2 separate regions of the Zea mays genome follow, and region 1 is linked to region 2. A link is a contact called in public Hi-C data. All regions are on one chromosome and are shown on one strand. Each heading gives the region's core, a stretch centred on a gene start, on an enhancer-like site or on the middle of the called end of the contact. The rest is flanking DNA. Distances are from core to core; before and after follow the strand shown. Region 1 holds the start of LOC103649524. Region 2 holds the start of LOC103649516 (GPI mannosyltransferase 2).

Region 1 (6,107 bases), core at 2,906-5,405, 530 kb after region 2:
CACCGGACTGTCCGGTGTACACCGGACAGTGTCCGGTGTTCCAGGAATGAAGCGACTCTGAACTCGCCAGCTTCGGGAATTCGCAACGGCTACTCCGCTATAATTCACCGGACATGTCCGGTGTACACCGGACTGTCCGGTGTAACCGCAGAGCAACGGCTATTTCGGTGCCAACGGTCACCTGCAGGCGCATTAAATGCGCGCTAGAGCGCAGAAGTCAGGCACGCGCGTCATGGCGCACCGGACACGCTACAGTGCATGTCTGGTGCGCCACCGGACATCCAGGCGGGCCCAGCAGTCAGAGCTCCAACGGTCGGAACCCTAACGGCCGGGTGACGTGGCTGTCGCACCGGACATGTCCGGTGTGCACCGGACTGTCCGGTGCACCATACGACAGACAGCCTCCACCAAACGGCTAGTTTGGTGGTTGGGGCTATAAATACCCCCAACCACCCCACATTCAAGTCATCCAAGTTTTCCACTTCTCAACCACTTACAAGAGCTAGGCATTCAATTCTAGACACACTCAAGTGATCAAATCCTCTCCAATTCCACACAAGGCTTTAGTGATTAGCGAGAGAGATTTGCCGTGTTCTTTTGAGCTCTTGCGCTTGGATTGCTTCTTTTCTTTCCCACTTGTTCTTGTGATCAAAACTCATTTGTAACCAAGGCAAGAGACACCAATTGTGTGGTGGTCCTTGCGGGGAAGTTTTGTTCCCGGTTTTGATTTGAGAAGAGAAGCTCACTCGGTCCGAGGGACCGTTTGAGAGAGGGTAAGGGTTTAAAGAGACCCGACCTTTGTGGCCTCCTCAACGAGGAGTAGGTTTGCGAGAACCGAACCTCGGTAAAACAAATCCGCGTGTCACACTCTTCATTCGCTTGCGATTTGTTTTGCGCCCTCTCTCTCGGACTCATTATTATTTCTAACGCTAACCCGGCTTGTAGTTGTGATTAATTTTATAAATTTCAGTTTTGCCCTATTCACCCCCCTCTAGGCGACTTTCAATTGGTATCAAAGTCCGGTGCTTCATTAGAGCCTAACCGCTCGAAGTGATGTCGGGAGATCTCGCCAAGAAGAAGATGGAGACCGACGACAAGCCCACTACAAGCCACGAGTCGACTTCATCGGAAGAGTCCCGCAACAAGAGGAAGGAGAAGAAAAACTCCTCCAACAAAGGGAAGGGGAAGGAGAAGAAATCCTCTTCCCACAAGTCGCATCGGAGAGGCGACAAGCATAAGAGGATGAGGAAAGTGGTCTACTACGAGACCGACTCTTCATCGCCATCGACCTCCGACTTCGACGCGCCGTCCGTCACTTCTAAGCGCCAAGAGCGCAAGAAGTATAGTAAGATCCCCATACGCTACCCCCACACTTCAAAGCGTACTCCTCTACTCTCCGTTCCTAATTAGAACCCAAATTAGATTCAAAATCAACCAAATCAGATCTGGAATCCGAATCAGATTCAAAATCAGAAACTGAATCTGAATCAGAACCATCAGAACTAGAGCTATAATGCACGGGGTTCAGAACTTGTAACTCATGTTCGTTTTACTCTTATTTTGTCAGAGTTGTAGTATGTGCTTTACAGTTTAGGCAGACATACTGAAGTTACTATGAAGGATTATTTTTAGGTTTCTCATGTCTGATCGTTTGGAGGAAGCTAAGCTATAAAGCTGTGAACTTTTGTGCTACTGTTACCACTGCCTGTTTAATCATCATCTCGTCTATTGTAATAGTTCCGTTTCTCTAGTTGTTGAAAGATTATATTTCTAAATATCATTGCTCATATGACATTTTGCTGTTAGGGCCGCAATTTGAGCATCATTGGACAATGGTCATGTGACTGATTATGGTGGTATTTGTGATGTGATATATGTTTCTTAACATCATTGTTATGATGCTATTTGCATTGTGATTTATGTTTCTGAACATCATTGCTCATATGGTACGTTGCTGCTAGTGCCGCAATTTGAGCATCATTGGACAACGGTCATGTGATCATGTTGGTATTTGTGGTGTGATTTATGTTTTTGTACAGTCTCGTGAATACTTAGCTTTGTCAGCACGCAGAGAATGTTTGTTTTCTGGATTAGGGTACACTTGTTGTGCTGATAGTTTCTTAGGTTTAGGTGCCCATCTCTCTCATCTGACATGAATAATGTATGAGTGTCGTGTTGTAGAGTATTATGTGAAGCCATCAACCTGTAAGCTTTCATAATTATCCGCACGCAGGAGGACGTCCAACTGTGCCCAGAAAACATTGCAGCTCAAAATTGCTACACCCATATCAAAATTGCAAGTACTCGTCTTTATTTTTACTACACTCTAGGACTGAATGTATGTTTTATTCTTCCCACAGGTCTGTTCACAAATTGCAGCTCAGCGTGCAGCCAATCCTAACCTTGATAAACTATATATTACAAAAGTGAGTAGCTCTATAGGTCCTGCTCATGAGCTTTTTATGGATACTGTTGATTACACTCGTAATGACTATTTCCATTTGACTTTTTCGTTAAAGTCCGTGAAGAAATTGTTTCTTGTGCCTAGCAAACGCTTTAAATGCAATGAAATGGTTAGATCTTGATCACACACTATTTTTTGTTACTAAGTGACTATGATTGTCAAGAAAAGCTAAATTCAGCCTTTTTTAGATATTTCACTCTGATTGTTTTGCAATAATATCGTATAATAATGCTCTATATTTTTTGTGAGGCCTTTTTTCTTAATTCTGGACTGCAGAAGACAATTTAGGTAGAAGCTTTGACTTCTTTTTTACTGCTTGAAGGAATATAAAACATTAAAACCCGCTTAGTAGATGCGTACTATAATAAAACATATAGTCTCCAATTTTCTATTTTATTTCATGTTTTTGTTATGTTATCTCTGTATTTCTAACAATCAGTAGTTGTCTATATATATCATTCTCTTGAAAAGCTTATTTGATTTTGATATCTGTATTACTAGCAGCCTGACATCATATTCTAATTATTACAGAATGATAAAGATGTCTTTATAGAGTCACTTATTTGCAGATTAGATAATAAATGTGATAAACTTTTGATATGTAAATTGGACTCTGAATTCAGCATGCCTCAAGTAAGTATATGCAATTTGGATCATAGCATTACATTTTTCATGCTAGCGTACTTTTATGAAAATAATAATATTCTTTAGAATTGACAAAAATATTTAGATGTGTGTTAAAATAACCTACTTACCTTTATTCTAGCAATGTTGTTAGTTAACACAAGATAAACATTAATTAGAACCACTTTTGTAATTAATAATTAATAGAAGGGGTATGTATTTAATTTGATGGTGGCCATGCTTGGAAATGTAAGCTGCCTTCGTCTGAGGGCCCAAAAGCATTGAGTTGTTAGAGCTGTCACATAATTTGCATTTAGTACCCTTAAATTTCAAGTATAGACCAACCAAACCTCACATATAGGTAATGGAGGAACTCAACTCTCGGTTGGAATTGTGTGGGCCTTTCACGTTCTGATTTTGCACTGAATTCCACGTCTGTGCTTGCAATTACAGAAAATAAAGTTGTACTCATGAACATTTATCATTTGTACTCTGCTGTCTAGCCAAAGTTGTGTAGGCAGTTCTGCTAAATAAACGGCCAAAATTAGGGTAATTTAAGAACAACTAAAGAACGGCAACACAACTGGTTTGGACTAGAAACATGGTAGTTTTTTTTTTCTGGTGTTTGAGGTGTGTTTTGTCCAGCTACCTGAGTTGTTTAAGAGTTGCAGTGAATAATTACTGTGGTTATAACTCGATGGAGCAGAGTAGGATCATGACTGATTCTGAAATAGTTTTATATCTTGACTTATCAGCAACACACAATATCTTTACTTGGTTACAACATAACTTGATTTAGTTTTTATTGGTATAATACTATGATGTATGCATTTTTTGAATGAATTGTCAACTGTAGCAACGCACGGGCATCCCGCTAGTATTGTTTGAGTGATAATATGTGTATTTGAAGCAACATTTTTAAATTTTTTTTATTATTGTTATATATTATTTTTGTTCATAGCAAAGCATGGACGCATTCGTAGTTGTCTAAGATAAGACACAGAAGATAATACAGAATTATAAAGGTCCATTTAAAGAAGCCTACGTCGGTCGGGGAGTCCCAGGAATAACGACCCAGTGGCCCAAACAGCGTATGAGCCCCTGGTATATAGAAGTTGGTGTAGCCACCCACCCTAACCCTAGATCCGCTTTGGTCTCTGGAATCTGGAAGTCACCGGATCCACAACTCGCCCCTCTGGCCGCCTCCGTCCTCCGCCTTATCGGCCGCCGCCTCCTCCTTCGTCAGTAAGACGCCTCATCAACCTACAAATCTCCCAATTTGTCGTCGCAGAGATTCCCCTTGGCACCCCTAATCTCGCAATCTGTTTCAAGGTCGCATGTCTCTCGAGGACGAGAAGCCTTTCTTCGTCGTCGCTGTCGTCCCCAACTGGGTGATGCTAGAGCGCGTCGTCTTCCGCAGGGACGACGAGTCCTTCTCGGACGGAAGCGAGGCCATCGTGGCGACCGACCGGCATCGCGTCCTGTTTCGCGTCGGCACCATGATGTTCGCAAGTCTGGTTCAGGAATTCTTCATCTACAGCACCTCAGGTGCCGACACTTCCTCTTCGCTGACTGCGCTCCCGCCTTGTGCCGAGCCTGACATGGATTGTAGCCGCCGTGAGGGCCGCCTACCTCGTAAACGTGCTTCTCGGGGATGACGCCTACTGGCGGTCAGGTCCATGGGCCTCCTGTGCCGAGGCGAAGAAGAGTTCGCGGTGGTAGAGCTGTAGGTTTACAAGCACAACTGCTACATGGCCTTTGCTGACATCTACTTGTTCCTGAAATCAGCTGGCAAATGAGACTCCATGCGTTTGCCCATCCTCTGCAGCACCGACCCCAATGTGATCTGGCAACTTTGCTTATGGCAGACCGACACGGTTATCCTGGTCGACCGCTGGCTTTGCTGGGTTGACTATGAGCGAGGCATCCTTTTCTACGATATGTTTGGGGAGCCCAGCCCTACTGTTATCTTCAGCCAGTTCCCTCTGGACAAGTTCCCTGACAACAACACTCGCAACAAGGACTGCTGCTGGTTGTACCGCAGCATGTCGACCACCCGTGAGGGGGGTGCGCTCCTGTTCACCAACGGCTGGTGCTGGCTTCACTATCAGGTGCCACTCCCTCATGTTATGCAACATCACGGAGCCGAACACGGTTGGGTGTGTATGGGAAGAGGACTACACGGTCACCTCCGATGAGCTTTGGTCTGCCAACCCTGAGTGCCTACCGCATGACATTCTCATGTTCCCCCAAGCTGACATGGACAGGCCACATGTAGTGCACTTTGTCATCAGCGAGTTCGGATACGTGAGAAAGAATATGTAGCTGGTCACCATTGACATGAGCACCAGGAGAGTGGAGTCATTTTCTCAGTATACCAATGGGAGGCAGTATGCCATTGGAACCGAGGGCGCTTACTTGACCAAAATAAGGTCCGGCTGTCCCATGTCCTTCCTCCCCTCTGAGTTCTCCAAGTACCTCTGTTAGGTAATATTGTTGCTGGCTTTTATCTATCACCTAACTAATTTTTTGCTGGTTGCACACGTATTGCTGTATGTATGCAAGTTCTTCACTTTAATCTTGTTAGCATTAGAATTTCACTACGGGGAGAGCAGCCTATTTATCCAACCAGAACAGTAATGTATCCTGCAGGCTACTTAGTGAAAGATAAGAAATAGGCTTATGAACGATAGAGTTAGGCCCTGTTTGTAGTCGCTTTTCAGGAACTCGATTCTCTGGGTAGCAGCTTGTTTGATAATTTTGCTGTCCAGAGAATCTGCTGCCTCAATAAGCTGAGTTTTTGGCTATCCTGATTATAGCTGTAAAACGACCTGAATGCCCGAGTTGATAATAGCTCATAGCCAATAATTGTAATGTCTTTTGAGTTTGTTAAATAGAAATTGCTGTACAATAAAGATAGATAGGTCTAAAATATGGCTACAGTATTATACAATTAAATATAAATCTACCGTGTGTATCGATCATGGACAAGTGCTGTCAATCTATCCATTGCAGAGCA
Region 2 (5,985 bases), core at 1,107-3,606:
AATAATTAAGCTATGACCAATTAAGTACCCACAATAATTGAGTTATATCTATGTGTTTTAAGTCTTCTCACATTGACCAGCAACAAAATATTTCATGAATCATTAGCCAAGTTACTTTTCCAAAATTATTACTATTGTATCTTAATCATTTTTGCGCATAATAAAGAACAAACCAAATTTTAGGTCGGGTGTGGGTCACCCACGGGTTGAAATAGAAACCCGCACCCACACCCGCGAAATTTCAAGTCGGGTGGGGGTTACACCCGTGGGTCAAAATCTTCACCCATACCCACACCCGTCGGGTCAGGTACCCATCGGGTTTTGGATTTATGGGTTGAATTGCCATATCTACATGAGGGCGCACTCCATGGGAGCAGCATAGCCCTAGGGCAGATGGTCTCTCACTCTGATGAGATCGATGCAGCCGTGATCACGGAGGACTTCACCGCCAGATGGAGTGACAAGGAGCTAGACCGTATTGAAGAACAAGTTCGCCCTCACGCCCGATTGATCGTGAGCTAGGTTGACATGAAGTTCCTCCTGGCGGGCACTTGGAGTCTAGGGCCGCCCACCGGCGTCTAGACACCGTTAATTCATTGTCTTGTAACAAACTTTGTTTGAATGATGAGACCAAACATATGTTCATGCCTTTTGGTGTGATGTTGTTTCTTGCTTAAGTACTGTGCCCCCATCATTTCCTCAAGTCAGGGGTCCTGTGGCACGTTTTCACAGAGTGATCCCTGTTTCCCACCCCCTGAGCAGAGTGTGCTGACTTGGTTGCCATGTTCTGCTTACTCGGGCGTGTGGACGAGGACGAGATCCCGAAAAGACTTGCAACCAGTAGCGTATCCTCAGACCTGGCTGATGCACAATAGAGGAAAAGAGCTCACATCCCGCCGCTCTCACTCTTTTTCTTGATAAGTACATGATTCATGATCCACACTGGGTGTCACATTTTTTTTGGTTACGAATCCTGTTTCTAAGATCTTTTTGGCGCCCCTCTTCGCTAACATCTCTGCGCTTTTCTCTTGTCGACTGTCCTGGCCGTTAGTCGGATATTGAGAGAGAGCACGAGGCAGTCGATGAGCATGCCTTCTGACTTGTCGGAGGACTCCGTCCGATACAAGCGCGTTTGGATGCGCCGACCGTGTTTGTCGAGGTGTCCTCTATGTCCTTGGCAGACTTGGAGGCGCTTGAGCTGGTCTCGAGAGCACCTAGGGTACCTCAGGGCACAGTCTCCTGAAGCTCGACCCCTTCTCTTGTCGTGTCCATTGTTAAGGCGAGCCCGCAGTTGGCCTGCTCGCATGTGTAGTTGGCCTTCAAGAAAGAGGACACTGTGATGATCTCATAGGGACCAGACATCTTTAGTTTTAAGTACGTGTAGTTGAGGACGACCATAAATTTGATGTAGCACGATCTCCCAAAAATAGTGTTGTAGGACCTCGAAAAGTCAATCACGTCGAATTGCAGTCGACGCGGATGTTGTGAGCATCATCGAACATGACGGAGAAAGAGATTCGCCTGAGCGAGTAGGCCTGATGGTCGAGAATGATGTCGTGGAACAACGCTTAGCTAAGATGTAGCACACGTGCAATCTTCAAGCCATCAAGGGACTCAACATACATGATGTTTATACTTGTACATGTGGGCTGGTCTTATCCGGCACAGCACAAGCCCACAAAGGCACGACCCATAAAGGCACGGCCCACAAAATCACATTTCCAGTTATAGGTCGTGTCGTGCCAGCACATGGGCTCAGTTATCGATCTACGACACGACCCACAATTAGTTATGTGTGTCAGGCCGGTCCATATAGCCCAGAATGCTCTAATGTGCCAGACCAGCCCATATACATACAACAGTAATACATAAACAAAAAGTATAAAATATACATATAACCAAAATAAAACTAAGATGTTTTGTGGTTGCACATTAAAAGCCTTTGGCTAGAAAGAAAAAAATAGTACAACTAGCTCCGAAATAATATCCAGTTATCTGTTCAGTATTTAGTTGAGTACTATACATCCATACAAAATACATATACAATGATCATTATCACTATTCACTATCCCCATCTAGTTACTGGTTCTCGAAGCCTATTGAAGCTCTATATTCTCTAAGTTAATACTGAGTTTATGTTTAGTGTGTCTCGATGTGCCTTAGTTAAATGGGTCATACCAGTCCGGCCCGTAAGCTTGACTTGAGCCCTAGACATAGTCCATATATTGGACTATATCAGGCTACATCTATAATTAGATTGGACCATGCCAAAAATTTAGATTGGACCATGCCAAAAATTATGTGATTTAGGTCGTCCTATTAGTCGCATCATAAATGTACACTAGCAATGATGTTGAGTCCATGAGTATCCGGGACAGGTGCCAATAGCTGAAATCTCTCCACGGATCGATTCTCCTCCCTGCCGCGCATGCGCGTCAATGGCGCCGCCAGTCGCCGGCGTCGTGCGTCTTGCCGCGGCCTCCCGCGTATTAGTTCTGTCCCTCTACCTGCTCGCCCGCCTCCTCTTGCGCCCCTACGACACCTCCGCTACTCTCCACCCACCCTGCCTCTCCTCTTTCTCCTCTTCCCCGGATCCCAACACGCCCGTCTCCGCCGCTATCTCGTCGCTGGCCGTGTGGGACGGTGTCCACTTCGCCCGCCCCGCTGAGTGCGGCTACGAGTACGAGCAGTCCTTCGCCTTCCTCCCACTCCTCCCCGCCTCCCTCGTGCTCCTCGCACGATCGTGTAAGCCCGCTCGTCACACTTCCCTGATGTCAATTTGTGCGCTTTATCTGATCTGGTTGTGGTGATTAATCCTTTTCCCGTGCAGTGTTCGCGCCGCTAGTACCGATACTAGGGTACAGGGCCGTGCTCGTGCTCTCCGGCTATGTCCTCAACAACGTCGCATTCGTTGCTGCTGCGGCCTACTTCTACAGGTGTTCGCCGTCTGATGAGCTTTACTGTTTTCGTCTTCACACAGATTTGGGCTGATTCTATGCGTTAGATGGGCTCTAAAACCACAGTTATGCATCTATTTGGAAGTCATTTGTAGCCATTTATTGATTCTTCAAACATTTCAAGACTGGACAATGCTTGAGAGCAGTGCACACTGGAATGCAGTAGCTGTTTTCCCTGCACTTTATTGGCGATGCCACGCCAGAGTTTTTGCACAGTTCAATAGCTGGTGTTCTTTGGTGGATAATATTAGGTGAGGTGCTTGTGGACTGATCTGGCCCCTTCTGTGGTGATGTTAGGATGTGTCCTCTGACTCACTAACAGAAAGCGAGAAAAAGGAGGAGTCCTCCCCTGCTGCGTGCGGATGATATGCACCCTGATCGGAGGCACAATCTGTTCTAATCGGTTGTGGCCCGTAGGGCACTATATAAACAGTAGCTAGGCCGGCATGAACGCCAATGCTTCCGTGCCCGGAAACCCTAGCCACCACATTTGTTTAGGTGTCTATCACCTTTTCCTACCCAATGACAATGGCGATTCCGGTCACTGGGTAGGACAAGGTGATTGGCACCTAAACAAATGTGGCGGCTAGGGTTTCCGAGCGTGGAAGCGTTGGCGTCCCTGCCAGCCTAGCTACTGTTTATATAGCCTCGTACCCGTGACCGGGGCCACAACCGATCAGAACGGATTGCACCCCCGATCAGTTCTCATATCATCCACACGTAACAGGGAGGACTCCCCCTTTTTTCTCTTTGTTAGCGAGTCGGAGGACACATCCTAACAATGAATAGTTTCTAGAGCCTGTAAAACTATATTCTGGTAGTTGTAATGCAAAATCTATCATTTGAAGTTTAGCACAATCTGTTTCTAGTTTTTTGGAAGAAAGGTAGCAGGAGATCTGCCTATTCACTTATGCTTAGTGTTCTTATGGCGTCGCCTAGGCGTCCAGGCGCCCGGGCAAAACTGGTCGCCTTGCTCGCCATTCCCGCCTAGGCGCTAAGGCGCCTGTCTGATCCACTTGCTCGCCTAGGCGCCTTAAGAACACTGATAGAAAGCAAGTTCTTCGTGAAAATTTGTTCTGATCTGCCAGTACCAGGAGGAGGGAAGCTGCCGAAGCATACAAGAACATAGAACGAACAAATTGCCCAAAGTGGCAGACCCAAAAACTCCTGTGCCTCATTTGCACTTGTCTTGTTTATCCTTTCTTGATGACCTCTGATGGCACGAGGCTGGCATGTTGGAAGATGCAGCAATTTCTTTCTTTCCAAATGTTCATCCCATTGAAGGATTTTCTAGTGGCTATAGTTTGCAATTTTTCACTGTTCTTGATACTATCTGATCATATGGTCATAATTCATAAATGTCGAAGTTAGACCAACCCTTTCTGATCATATTACTGTGTTACTAAGGATACTACTAATTCTCGTTGGTGCAGATTGTCTGTGCTGATTTTGAAGGACCAGAAAGCTGCTTACCGAGCATCTGTTCTGTTTTGTTTCAACCCTGCTTCTGTGTTCTACTCATCATTGTAATATTCTTTTCCTTCACCAACACAAGAAACTCATGTGCTTTGGCATATTGTAACAGATAATTTGTTATTTTTGGCAGGTATTCAGAAAGTCTTTATGCACTTTTTTCTCTTAGGGGCATCTTCTACGTGTTTTCCGGTGCTAATACTGTTGCAGTGATAATGCTCGCTCTGTCTGGTTCAGCTAGGTCAAATGGAGCACTTAATGCTGGCTATTTCTGTTTTCAGGCCTTGCTACAAGCATATGATGCTACTGTACAAAAGAAAAGGCCCTTGGTATGTTCCACTTCAGTTATTATTATGAGTAACAGTATTTGGCATGAAGAGACTAAATGACATACCATATTGCACGGATTATATTTTGTTTCCATAAGAAGCAATCAGCAAAAACATGTTTGTTTAATAACTTCTCTTTGTTTGACCAGTTGGCAATTCAGGCCCTTGTGGCTGGAGCTTTGCGCTCCATTTTCATATTTCTACCTTTCTTTGCTTTCCAAGCATATGGATATTTGAACATATGTGTACATGGGAGCTCAGACGAATTGAGGCCATGGTGCAAAGCAAAAGTTCCCCTATTGTATGGCTTCATCCAAAGCCACTACTGGTAAGTGTTTCTATATGAAAATAGTTAGAATTAGAATTGGCATGATAATGTGTCAAAACTAGCACCTCTTCATCCTTTTTGCTTACCTCTGGAATTATACGAGGGTAGTCTTGCCTTACTGTATGATTAAGGCTATCTGCACTTATACTACTCTAAATTTCTACCCTAAAAGGAATATTCTATCCTGGTCAGCAAGATAGTCTACCCTATACCATAATTCTTCATAATCATGTTTACTCTATATCTCAACTCTATATCAACTACCACATATATTATATTATTTTCTTTCCGCTGCTACCAGCACACACAGGCACAGCACCGGCCAGCCTCCATACCACCGCTCACCAATACAGACCAAAACGCCAAGCGGAGAGAGATTTGGAGTAGAGGTGTATATACTCTATATATGGCGTTTCTCTCTCTCTTCCATGCATTTAGAGTGGCCGTTGAGGTGATCCACTGCAGTGGGTTTTTACTCTATGCGTAGCACTATCCACATAGCGTATTGTTTAAAGCTGCCCACTGCAGGCAGCCTAAATGCTGGCTCTATGCATACTTTGGTTGATGATTGTTTGTAGCCATAAGAAATACATAGTTGATACATCTTTCATGGCATTGGACTTGCTTCATCATTCACCCTATATTCTATTGCACGTGCTTGGTGGCATAGTACTTTGCTTATGCCTAACCATGTTGCACATCTGCTGAGATGAACATTGGGTACACATGGAGACCCCCCATCCCTCCTTTGTGTTACTTGAAATTTTATTGAAACACCTGTCCTTCCATTTACTCAAGGATGCTGATACTGTAACATCGTGTACAGTGCACACTATGGAATCCTCCTTTGTGTTACTTTAAAAATTTTATCGAAACATTTGTCTGTTCACCATTTCTC

Evidence for each region. A called contact is a pair of places that touch in the nucleus more often than the background predicts.
Region 1: a contact with region 2 is called in a Hi-C map of leaf, with 6 times the contacts expected there. The contact joins the promoter of LOC103649524 here to the promoter of LOC103649516 in region 2. A contact is called at or near these places in 2 of 25 Hi-C or Micro-C datasets (leaf and tassel).

Annotation. Positions count from the first base shown.
Region 1 is chr3:1,122,983-1,129,089 of Zm-B73-REFERENCE-NAM-5.0, forward strand. It overlaps LOC103649524, which reads left to right and starts at 4,156. Exons shown (of 7, transcript XM_035966118.1): 1 at 4,156-4,333; 2 at 4,421-5,575.
Region 2 is chr3:589,978-595,962 of Zm-B73-REFERENCE-NAM-5.0, forward strand. LOC103649516 (GPI mannosyltransferase 2) reads left to right here and starts at 2,357. Exons shown (of 8, transcript XM_008675238.3): 1 at 2,357-2,745; 2 at 2,831-2,936; 3 at 4,391-4,483; 4 at 4,564-4,759; 5 at 4,909-5,087. The coding sequence starts at 2,439.